Linked DNA regions of Mus musculus: region 1 is linked to region 2. The links are chromatin contacts, called in public promoter capture Hi-C maps. All regions are on one chromosome and are shown on one strand. Each heading gives the region's core, a stretch centred on a gene start, on an enhancer-like site or on the middle of the called end of the contact. The rest is flanking DNA. Distances are from core to core; before and after follow the strand shown.

Region 1 (5,458 bases), core at 859-3,358, about 21 Mb before region 2:
TATTTGCAAGTTAACTACTAAGTGCTAAGTTCTGGTGCATATTAATGTAAGGGGTAAAAGATTAAAAAGTCGGGCTGTTGAGATGGCTCAGTGGATAAGAGCACCCGACTGCTCTTCCAAAGGTCTGGAGTTCAAATCCCAGCAACCACATGGTGGCTCACAACCATCCGTAAAGAGATCTGACGCCCTCTTCTGGTGTGTCTAAAGACAGCTACAGTGTACTTACATATAATAAATAAATTAAAAAAAAAGATTAAAAAGTCAAAAGTAAACAATAAATTGTAACAAACATTTCAAGTCTAAGAATTCTTACACTTACACACATGAGGGGTGGGGTGGGGGTAGGGGAAGACAGGCAGGTTCGAGCAAGTTCTTAGTAGGTTAAAGGTGTCTGCTCCCAATCTTGATGACCTGGGTTTGATTCCTGGTTCGCACATGGCATAAGTTAAGATGACTACCTCCACCTGTTCTCTGATCCCCCACCCCCACCCCCGCCCCCACCCCCCAACAGCATCCTATCCTATAAATAAATAAACGTTACAAGAAGCATTTGTGAGAAAGGGCCTTCCTTTTGGAGGGGGCATGGGTTTGCAAAGACCATGAGTCAAAATGATGAGAAGGAATAGTTTTGATCATGTATCTTCCAAGTATTGTATTTATTAGTTTCAGTACTATTCCTCCCCCAGGCCCAATTTTACGCGTTCTTAGAAAAAGTGATTTAGCAAAAGGCAAATAATGTACATTGACAGTACCAAGGATATGGTGTTAAAAATGTCCTCATCGCAAAGAGGACTACTTGTGAAACAGTCATGAAACCCCCACATAGCAGTTCCCTGGCTTCCCAGGGAATAGTTTCAACCATCTTTAGTCATGGAAGCAGCACACTTGATACCGACCCAGCAAAGTTTTCAGTTGGCCCTTACCATCTCTTTACTCTCCCCATCCCCCTCCCTCCACTTCCCTGATGTTCTTTCCTGGCATACAAAATATAGGCCAATGAGCAGTGGGTGGGTGAGGAGGATGTGAGAACAAATTTGAGAAGTAAAAAAGGGAGCAACTTAACCAGGACACGACATGAATGAGACTGAAGGGTCTAATAAGGGCAGGCAAGTGAATATCAGAGACTGAAAGAAACCGAAGGTGCTTTCCTAGGCTGCAGTGCGTGGTATATGGATGTAGGGTTAAGTAGAGGTCAGACTACCTACCACTCGTCAGAAGCTGGGCTGCTTTGGGTGACTTCTAGTGTCTCTTCCGACTCTGAAATGTCAGGATTTCTTTTTCACAAAGGAGAACGTACGGATGGTGGAAGCCCACTGACTTGGAACCCTCAAGTAGCAGCCTTGGCGGCTGACTCCCCGATACCACTCCTACGTCTCCCTCCCACACGTGCCCACCCCGCCCCCTTTCAGTATCAGCACCTCCACGTGCAAAATGCCTCTCGGCGCTGGCTCTACAATGGTGGGCTCCGTCTCCAGCCAAGCCCCGAAACTCTGTATGCTCCTGCCCCCACACCCCCGAGAAACCACTCTCCCACCCTTGGCAGCTAAAAAAGGCAAAGTCTCCTATCTAATCTTTCCCTTCAAGCAGAACGGGGTTGGGAGGGAGCAGAGGAAAAACTTTCTTATGTTTTTTTTTCTCCCTAAGAGAACCCTAAGTCAGGGGTTGAGGGGGGGAGGGGAACCCCTGAACGTTTAACGGCCAGTAGGGGGAGGGGAGCTCCGGAGACGGAGGGGGCGTGGGATGAAGAAGCAGGCCCGCGAGTGGGGTCCCCGAGCTGCGGCGTTCCGGGGGCCGGGCAGCCGCAGGCGTGCCCCCCCCCCTCAAACCTGGCACACAAAGCGGCCGCTGCGCTCGGCTCTCACCAGATCCTTTGTGTTTTCCATCAGGGCCTCATGGGTAGGGGCCGTCCGTGCTCCCCGAGCCCGCGGCGCCCCCTCCCCCCCCGCGAGCAGGGGGCCGGTGCCTCTCCCCGGGACTGCGGCGACTACAGGGGGGACCCCCGGCTGGGCCAGGGCCAGCGACAGCAGTGGCAGCCCCCGGATTTCCCCCCTTTTAACTCGGGTGGCCCCAGGATATCAACAACATTAGCATAGCCCTCCCTCCCCAGCGCGCCTGCGCCGTGACCCGCGCCCCGATTGGCCCACTTCCCCCACGTACCCTCCTCTCTCCCCTCCAGCGTGGGACCCTCGGCAGGCGCCGTACTCTAAGGACCGTACCAAGACCACAAGTCGATGAGGTAATTGAGGGCGCGCGGCACGACGCGGGGCTCAGAATCAGCAGGGCGAGAAGTTTCTTTCAGCCACTTCCATTTGGACTCCGGCCTCCCCGAGTCCCTTCCAATATGTTGCCTCCGAGAAGTTGTGTTGGGAAAAATTTCCACTCCAGTCACGCCGCTTCCCCCTCCACCCGGAAGATCGGCCTTCCCTGAGGAACTCCCACATGGGGCGGGGCCGCCGGACGGAGTGGGAGTGACGTAGCGCGCGAGCGCCGGTCACGTGGCTTGCGGCGGCGCAGACTCCTTCCGGCTCCCCGGGGCCGGGCCGAGGAGAAGAGCGAGCCGCCCCGGCACATGCGCAGTGGTACTCCACGTGAACGTCGGCGTTTTCCCCTCAGCCCTGAGGATGCCGCCCGAACGCAAGAGCCGGACGAGACGAGACCGGAGAGCCGGCGCAACGCCGGGGAGGAAAGCCAGACCCGGGAGCGGCAGCACGCCCGCAAAGGCCGCCCGTTCATCCCAACGGACACAGCCGGCCGAGCCGAGGGCGGCCCCTAGCGCGGGATCCGCGGCGGCGGCGGCAGAGGAGGAGGAGAGCCGGCTCCGGCAGCGGAACCGCCTGACGCTAGAGGACGATAAGCCGGCCGCCGAGCGTTGCCTGGAGCAGCTCGTCTTCGGCGATGTCGAGGACGACGAGGACGCGCTGCTGCAGCGGCTGCGGAGCTCGCGGGTGAGGAAGGCCTGCCTGCCTGCCCGCCTGCCTGCCTGCCGAGCGGGCACACGCTCTGGCGGGGCGCGCGGCGGGAGGCGAGGCCCCGGGGGCGGAGCCTGGAGGTGGGGGGGACCTGTGGCGGCGAGTGCTCAGGTGGGAGGGACCGGCGACCGCGGGCGCCGAGGGGCGCCGTCCGGCTCTTTCGCCTCGGGTTCTGGGCTGCTGGCTGGCGAGGGCGGGGACGCTGCCTTTCTCCGCCCCAAAGGGGCTGCGGCGCTTCGCATCCAGCAGGCGCTCAACTGTCGGCTTGGTTTGCCAAAGGATGTCTGCAAAGTAGAGTCGCTCATCTTCGGGCTCTTACACCCTCTGCTGGAACCACAGGGGTGACCGTTTGATCACCTGTCGCGACTCCGCGTAGTGGATGGAACCAATACGTGGGCAGAAGGCGTAAAGCTGCATTTTAATAACATCGCGGGGTGATACCCACGCCCAGCTTTTGAGAACGATCAGTGTGTATTCATCTCTAACCTTTCTTTGGTTGCTAGCTCTTGTAACAATTGCAAATCCTTCCTGATTGATGCTCTTTGCGCTATTATTTTTGTTCTATACCTGGTCCCTGGACTAAGGGTAGAGACACAGCAGTGGAGGAATCCCACAAGAACCCCTCTTGGAACTTGTGTTAGTAGTGGTAAAAAAGCAAGATAAAAGAGACAAGACTAGTAAAGTTAAAGTATGTTGGTGGAGAGGAAAATGAAAACATTTGAGAAAGGGATTTAAATATATGTGAAGACGTCTTTTAGATAGGGTAAGCTGACTGACTCAATGGGAATATCAGCATTTGCTTAGTTCACCCTTTGTGTGGGTGCTTTGATGGAGAGCTGCAGCAGCCTTCTTTGGGAGGTGGAGACCAGTTATGTTAAGAGCTGTGGGACAGTTCTGTATCCAAAGGACTCACTTGATGGGCTTTGAAAGATCTTAAATCAGCAGTGCTGGTGGATACTGCAGTTGGCTCCTTGGACACTGCCCTGTAGGTTGGGAGAAAGCTCAGATCATTTGAAGGGTTTTTTTTTTTTTTTTTTTTTTTTTTGAGTGCTAGGTTTAGGTTTCGAGTGTGTGGGTGTGGTATAAAGTTTGAAGAAGGTGGAGATGGAGCACATAGAACAAGAGATACTCCTCATGAGGCTATGAGACACAGCCTATGTTGTGTGGGATTCTAGTAGGCCCCGGGCTCTGTAACTGTTGGGCTTTGATGCTTGCTCTTTACCTGCCGGCGGCTTACCTTTTACCCTTGTCTACTGCGGTCTTTAGCTTTCCGTGCACTTCCCCCCCCCCCCCCCCTTCTATCCTGCCTCACCTGTCCTCATGGTGGTTCTGATCTCCTTTCCTGCGTGCTCCTTCAGCATGTGCTGTGGTTGTGTTCCATCACATTATTTCATCAGCACACCAGGAAAGCAAAAGCATTCTATAGGCTATTGTAGTATAAGGAGTGTGTGTGCGTGCATGTGCTTGCGTGTGCGCTAGCAACTTGTTGGAGAATCACAGTGGTTTGACGATGGTGTGTCTCTGTAGGGTCAGCTACATGGAAGCTCAGATGAATCGGAAGTGGAAAATGAAGCAAAAGACATTTTTTCTCAGAAGAAGAAGCAGCCAGTTTGGGTGGATGAAGATGATGAAGATGAGGAAATGTAAGTTAGTCATTTTGTTCAGAATCCCTCTGGATACTTTAAAAGTTAACTTGTAGATTTTTACAAATCACTGCCTGGGAAAGTATGACTATATGAATAACCAAAACATTTGGTGCACAGGAAAAAGGTTCATAATTCGTATCTGAGAGAAAGGTACTCACTGTTTCATTGCACAGCTCATTCCCTGCCTGTCTCGTGTGCAGGATGGACTGCTTAGATAATCATTTCAGTTACATCTTAGCTTCCTTCCTCACTGGATGGTTCCTGACTACCAAGGGCAAGTTTGGAATCTACCTCTTTGTAAAATGAGTGTCAGAACAGTGGCTGTCACAGAAGTCCGTTGGACTAAATGATGCATAGAGCATTTCTAGCCTGGTGCCTGGACTGAGTAAAGGCTTCAGGTAAAGCTAGCACGCTGTATTTGCTTTCTCTATGCAAAGTTATATTGGAAGCAAGGGGAGTTGTTCCTTGTATGAACCAAGTACAAATTTACTGATCAAATGAATTTTCTATTTTTCTGCTTTAAGACTACGGAAAAACATTTTTATGAATAAGCTTTTTTGTTTTTCAAATTTCTTAAATGTGTAGTATTTGATCAGAGACTAAGAACTTAGTTTCTCAGGAGAAGTGTGAATTTCAGTCTTATGATCAGTGAGGGTTCTTTTGGGGGTGTGGTGGGGGGTGCTTGTAGACTTTCTTAATTTGACAATAGGAAAGCAACCCTTCTTAAATTGTGTTGAGGAAAATTGATGGTGTGATATATATGTTCTTTATTATCTTTGTTTACTAAAGAGCTTAGTGTCTCAGCTTTCTTACATACTGAGTTTCGATAGGCATTTGAAACTT
Region 2 (5,201 bases), core at 1,240-3,739:
GCATCGACGATACAACGGCCACTGGAGCTTGTCGGGAAGGGAACGGATAACTCATGGGTGGGAGATAGAGGCCTGAGGACAGGAGCTGCTTACAACTGGTGATCCATAGACAAGGACTGATCATGAGGAATTGGAACAGAGCACCCTGGCATATGGCTAGTCTTTCTCTACCTGTGGGTCGTGACCCTGAGGGGCATCGAATGACCCTTATAAAGGGGTCACCAAAGACCATTGGAAAACAGATATTTAACATTATGAATCTTTTTTGTTTTTGTTTTTTGGGTTTGGTTTTGTTTTGTTTTGTTTTGTTTTGAGACAGGGTTTCTTTGTGTAGCCCTGGCTGTCCTAGAACTCACTTTGTAGCCCAGGCTGGCCTCGAACTCAGAAATCCGCCTGCCTCTGCCTCCCAAGTGCTGGGATTAAAGGCGTGCGCCACCACTGCCCAGCAACATTATGATTCTTAACATTAGTAAAATTACAGTTATGAAGTAGCAACGAAACTGATTTTATGGTTGGGGTCACCATAACTTGAGGAGCTGTATTAAAGGGTGTGGCATTAGGAAGATTGAGATGACTGAGAACCAGTCAGGATAGATGCAAGCGTCGACCCAGGTAGAGCAGTGTCAGAGGTCATCTGCACAGGCTTCCAGGAGGCAGATCAGTGGGGCTACAGTTCAGAGGACAGCTTTTGAAATGGTTTTAACAAAAATGGCCGGAACAGAACCAGGATGCTAACTCTACCTGAGGGGGTAAGACTGGGAAGGAGGCACCTCCACCCCATGAGCAATCCGAGACTGAGAAAGGCCAGCTCTGCTTGCTTATGTTCAGGCATGCACCTGGCATTAGGATTGGAGGACTGTGGTCTTACAGCTTTAAGGAAGACTCTGACTCTCCTGCCAAGACGGAAGAGGGTGGAAAACCTCGATGCCTAAGGTCCTTTCACCTGGGGCTTCCTGTCCAAAAGTGTAAGCTCCTCCAGGCTTACTCCCACACACACCTTCCTTCACTTCCACCAGCAAGGTCCAAAAAGAGACAAAGCCCTAACTTAAGGGAGAAGTCAGGCAGCAAAGTGGCTCTCCCTAGGTCCTAATTACACCCTCCTTTTCCAGATAGGGTCAAACTCGATGATCTTTCTGGGGCAGCCAGTGAAGGATCCTAGAAAAATCAGGCTGGTACAAATTGAGTAAAAACTGGGATATCCTAGCCGGAAGCTCACCCTCCCAAGCCACCTTTATCAGTAGCTTTGTTGCCCCCACCCTCCAACACACCCATCTAACAAGGCCCATCCCTACAGTTCCAGGACTGTGGACACAAGTCACACCTGTGACTCCAACACTTGGAAGGCTAAGAAGGGAGTACTGCCAGAAGTTCAAGGCCAGTTTAAGCTTAAGAGTAAGGCCCTGTCTGGGGAGTGATTTGTGTCCTTCCTAAAAGCTTCCTTTTAGGAAACTGGGCACTGATGCTTCTCTCTTGGGATTCAGCTGCTCAGGGTTGGCCAGCGCCCCCATCAGACTGTAACATCTACCCCTCCATCCTGTTGCCTATTCAAATACACCTGATTGATACACAAGACAAACCGAGAAGGAGGCCCTGGAAAGGTCTAGAAGCTTAAGTGTCATGCACAGGACAAACACTAAGCATCAAGGGCTGAGTACCCTAAAAAGTTCAGAAGACCAAGCCTTAGCTCTCGAGGGGTCTGTCCCAAGAGCAGCGAGGCCGGATGAGAAGCGGGAAGGGGGATGCACAAACTCTGGCCAGCCCCACCCCCTAAATCTCCTACGGCTCGGCGGCGGCGGCGGCGGCGGCAGTGTGCCGGCTGGAGCAGAGGAAACGCTTCCTCATTCCAGAGGCTGCGACTCACAGGACATCGGCGCCCGCCCCCCACGGCCGCCCAGCTGGGGACAGGAGGCCCAGGGCAGGGGAGTTTTCTAACACTCCCGCGGACCAGCCTTTCTCCTACGTCCTCCCGGTCTGCGCCTAGTAAAAGGTATCCACCCGACGGCGGCAGTGCACAGGATCTGGCCTCTGCCCAGGGTCCCGGGAGGCTCTTAGGTCCCAGCCACCTCTCCAGGCCAGGGAAGGCTGCAGCACTGTTAAGCAGAAACGGCCACCGGAATATACGCAGGAGCCCCGGGTCCTATACTTTCTCAGCCTGTCTAGATGTCAGTTTGCCGCTCTGCGAAATGGGGGTGAGCCAAGAGGAGAAGGAGCCCGCGCAAGCGCACTCACCACTACGGCGGTGACAGGCTGGCCCGGGGTGTAGGACATTTCGACCGAAATCTGTCAAGGAGACAGCGCCCGGTGAGACCCCCAGCGAGAATGCCCGCGGCCGCGCCCTCCCTGGTTAACAAAGGGCAGCCCTGCTCAGCCCGCCCCCTCATGAATACTTAAGAAGTCTCTAGCCAATCAGCATCTGGAGCGCTGTTGGGCTTTCCGGAGTCCCGGGACTTGTGTGCTGAAGTGGGGCGGGAGGGGAGAGCGCCCGAGGCGCAAGCGTAGGAGGGTGGGGCGGAGTTTGTGCGCCTGCGCAAACCGAGCCCTCCCAGCAGCCTCCAGCGCAAGATGGCGGCGCGGGACTCTCCGCTTTTTCCTGTCTGAGGGAACACGAGGGACTGTGTGCCGCGGCGTCTCAGGTAACTCCGCGAGCCTGTCGGGCGTGTGCTGATGTGCTGCTGTCCCGGGCCGGCCCGAGCCTCAGTTTCGGCGTGCAGTGGAGGTCAGAGGCCCCCAGCACGGCGTCGGAGGTCCCAGGGGGAGGAGGCGCCGTGCGCTCAGCTCGCCAGGCTTCGGGCTCCACTTGTAACTCGGTTTTCTCCACAGCTCCGCGTGAGTCGGCGTGAAGGCAGAAGCGGAGCCCCGGCGGGTGCGATGGCCGCGGTGGTGGCCAAGCGGGAAGGGCCGCCGTTCATCAGCGAGGCAGCCGTGCGAGGCAACGCCGCGGTCCTGGATTACTGCCGGACCTCAGTGTCAGCGCTGTCCGGGGCCACCGCCGGCATCCTCGGCCTCACCGGCCTCTACGGCTTCATCTTCTACCTGCTTGCCTCCGTCCTGCTCTCCCTGCTCCTCATTCTCAAAGCGGGAAGGAGGTGGAACAAATATTTTAAGTCACGAAGACCTCTCTTTACGGGAGGCCTCATTGGAGGCCTCTTCACCTACGTCCTCTTTTGGACCTTCCTCTATGGCATGGTGCACGTCTACTGAAATGAGGGCAGGGGTGACTTTAAAACAGATCGGCAAGGCTCTTGCCAGAATTAACACCGGGTAGACTTACTTAGATTTTAAATTGTTGGAATTCGCTGCTTGTTCTGTACTGTTATAATTTATATCTGAAGACAGAGCCTGTAATATTATTCTTCAGATTAAATGAAGTGTGACACCTTGTCGTTCCTTGCTTAGCCAAGCTTTGAAGTCGCCAAGATTTGCTCCCTGGAGAGCAAGTACGAGGCCACAGCCTGTATATTTTTTTGGATTTAACGCCTAGTAAGTCCAAAGGGACCTCTAGAGTATACATGAGAGAATTTAACGTTAACATCTTAAGAACTGGTAACAGTTCGTGTTACTAAGCTTTCACTGTGTACCGGCATTGTGTGTTTTCATTCTCGCCATAGCAATGGAGATGTTACTGCTAACTTTCTGTTAATGAAAAACCTGAAGCACAGAGAAGTTAGTTGTCTCTGCCAGAAGTGGCTCGTCTGGAAGGGGGCAGGGCCGAGGTCCAGTTGCAAGTCTGTTTGCTTTTGCTGGATTGGGTAAGAGTCCTCTTCTAGCACCCCCTCCCACTAACCACTGCTTTCCCACGTGAGTGAAATCAGCTAAGTTCCAGTTACACCAGGTTTAGCCAGTCGCCTTTCCTATAACAAAAAATGCAAGCTATTTTTCTAAATCGTTGTCCTCTGGCGATTAGGTTATGTGGACATTTAATCAAATGAGTTTGTTTCAGTTGAAATGCCTCTGACTATATGTTCATTCATAATCCTTCCTTGAGAGGAGGGTTTTAGAATGAAATACATGTTTAACTGAAAAAATAAATACTTGTGTTAGACTTGTAGTAAACATGTTGCGCATGGAATTTGTAGTCTTAACTGGGGAGATGGCATTAACTTGGCTTTACAGATAATATAGATACCATGAAAGAATACACAAAAGCACCAGGTCTGGACTAGGCTTGGGGATGGAGTCAAGGAGTGCTTGAGGGAATAGCATTATATCTGAGACTAGAAAGCTAAATAACAGCCAGATAAATATAAGAGGAAGAAGAGCCTTTTATTAGGCCATAAGGCAATCCTGACCAGGTAGTAAAGGCCCATGGAGGAAGTTGGCCTTGATTCCATGAGCATTTAGAGGAAACTGTAGAAGCAATGTGTAATGGCTTCCCCCCCCCCCTTTTTTTAAAGTTACGAGAAATTGAATTTAAGACCTTTCTCAGGCTGTAGATGGTCTGTGCCTGGGCACCCAGGCCTGAATCCTGGGCCACAGGCTTGCCTCTCATTCCAAGAAGCTGAGGTCACAGCTTTTCCTCCCTGTCACAGAGTGCCCACTTCTAAAGATCCTGACATGCGTGGTTTATATAGCCCCCACCTCCTCGGGGACTTCTCTTAGGTGGGAAGGAAGGGCTCACAGTAAATTTGTTGCTAATGTTGGCTGCTTTAAAAATATGTAATGACTTTTTATATACCTATCAGTTTTGAGCAGAGGGTCAGTTAATGTCAAATGCTTCCCAGCATTTATCCAACGAAAAGTAATGGTTCTGTCAGTTTTTATGTCTGCATGTTGGTGGGTATATGCAAGTGCCCATAGAGGCCAGAGTTATCAGCTCCCCTGGGGCTGGAGATACAGCTATGCTAGGAATAGAACTCCAGTCTTCTCTTAAGAGAACAGCAAGTTCTCTTCACCACTAAGCCATCTCCTTCCTTGTCTTAGCATCTGTTCAAGAGTCTCCTTGGGGCCAGCAAGGTGGCTCAGCAGGTAAGGGTGCCTGCTGCCAACCTGATGACTGAGTTCATCTTCCAGCACCTACGTGGTCTAAGTGAAGAACCAACTCTGCCTTCACAAGCACACTGAGGCACACACACATAAATGTAATTTTTTTAAAATTCCCCACGCTTTGATTTGCATCTCTTCATGATAACAAGGAACAGAATGTCATACATTTCTTATTGTTTCTTGTTTCTACCTCGAAAAATGTTTTCCCCTGCTGGGCG

The links. Promoter capture Hi-C pulls out the DNA fragments that hold promoters and counts their contacts.
Region 1: a contact with region 2 is called in a promoter capture Hi-C map of pre-B cells. The contact joins the promoter of Mbtd1 here to the promoter of Tax1bp3 in region 2. A contact is called at or near these places in 2 of 39 promoter capture datasets (cranial neural crest and pre-B cells) and 1 of 9 other capture datasets (liver).

Annotation. Positions count from the first base shown.
Region 1 is chr11:93,882,821-93,888,278 of GRCm38.p6, reverse strand. It overlaps Mbtd1 (mbt domain containing 1), which reads right to left and starts at 2,108. Exons shown (of 16, transcript NM_134012.4): 1 at 1,863-2,108. Utp18 (UTP18 small subunit processome component) reads left to right here and starts at 2,513. Exons shown (of 14, transcript NM_001013375.1): 1 at 2,513-2,945; 2 at 4,497-4,612. The coding sequence starts at 2,622. RefSeq lists enhancers at 2,196-2,229, 2,242-2,284, 2,479-2,511 and a cis regulatory region at 2,491-2,498.
Region 2 is chr11:73,174,371-73,179,571 of GRCm38.p6, reverse strand. It overlaps Tax1bp3 (Tax1 (human T cell leukemia virus type I) binding protein 3), which reads right to left and starts at 2,489. Exons shown (of 4, transcript NM_029564.2): 1 at 2,230-2,489. The coding sequence starts at 2,268. Emc6 (ER membrane protein complex subunit 6) reads left to right here and starts at 2,530. Exons shown (of 2, transcript NM_025318.3): 1 at 2,530-2,633; 2 at 2,821-4,069. The coding sequence starts at 2,869. The coding sequence ends at 3,201.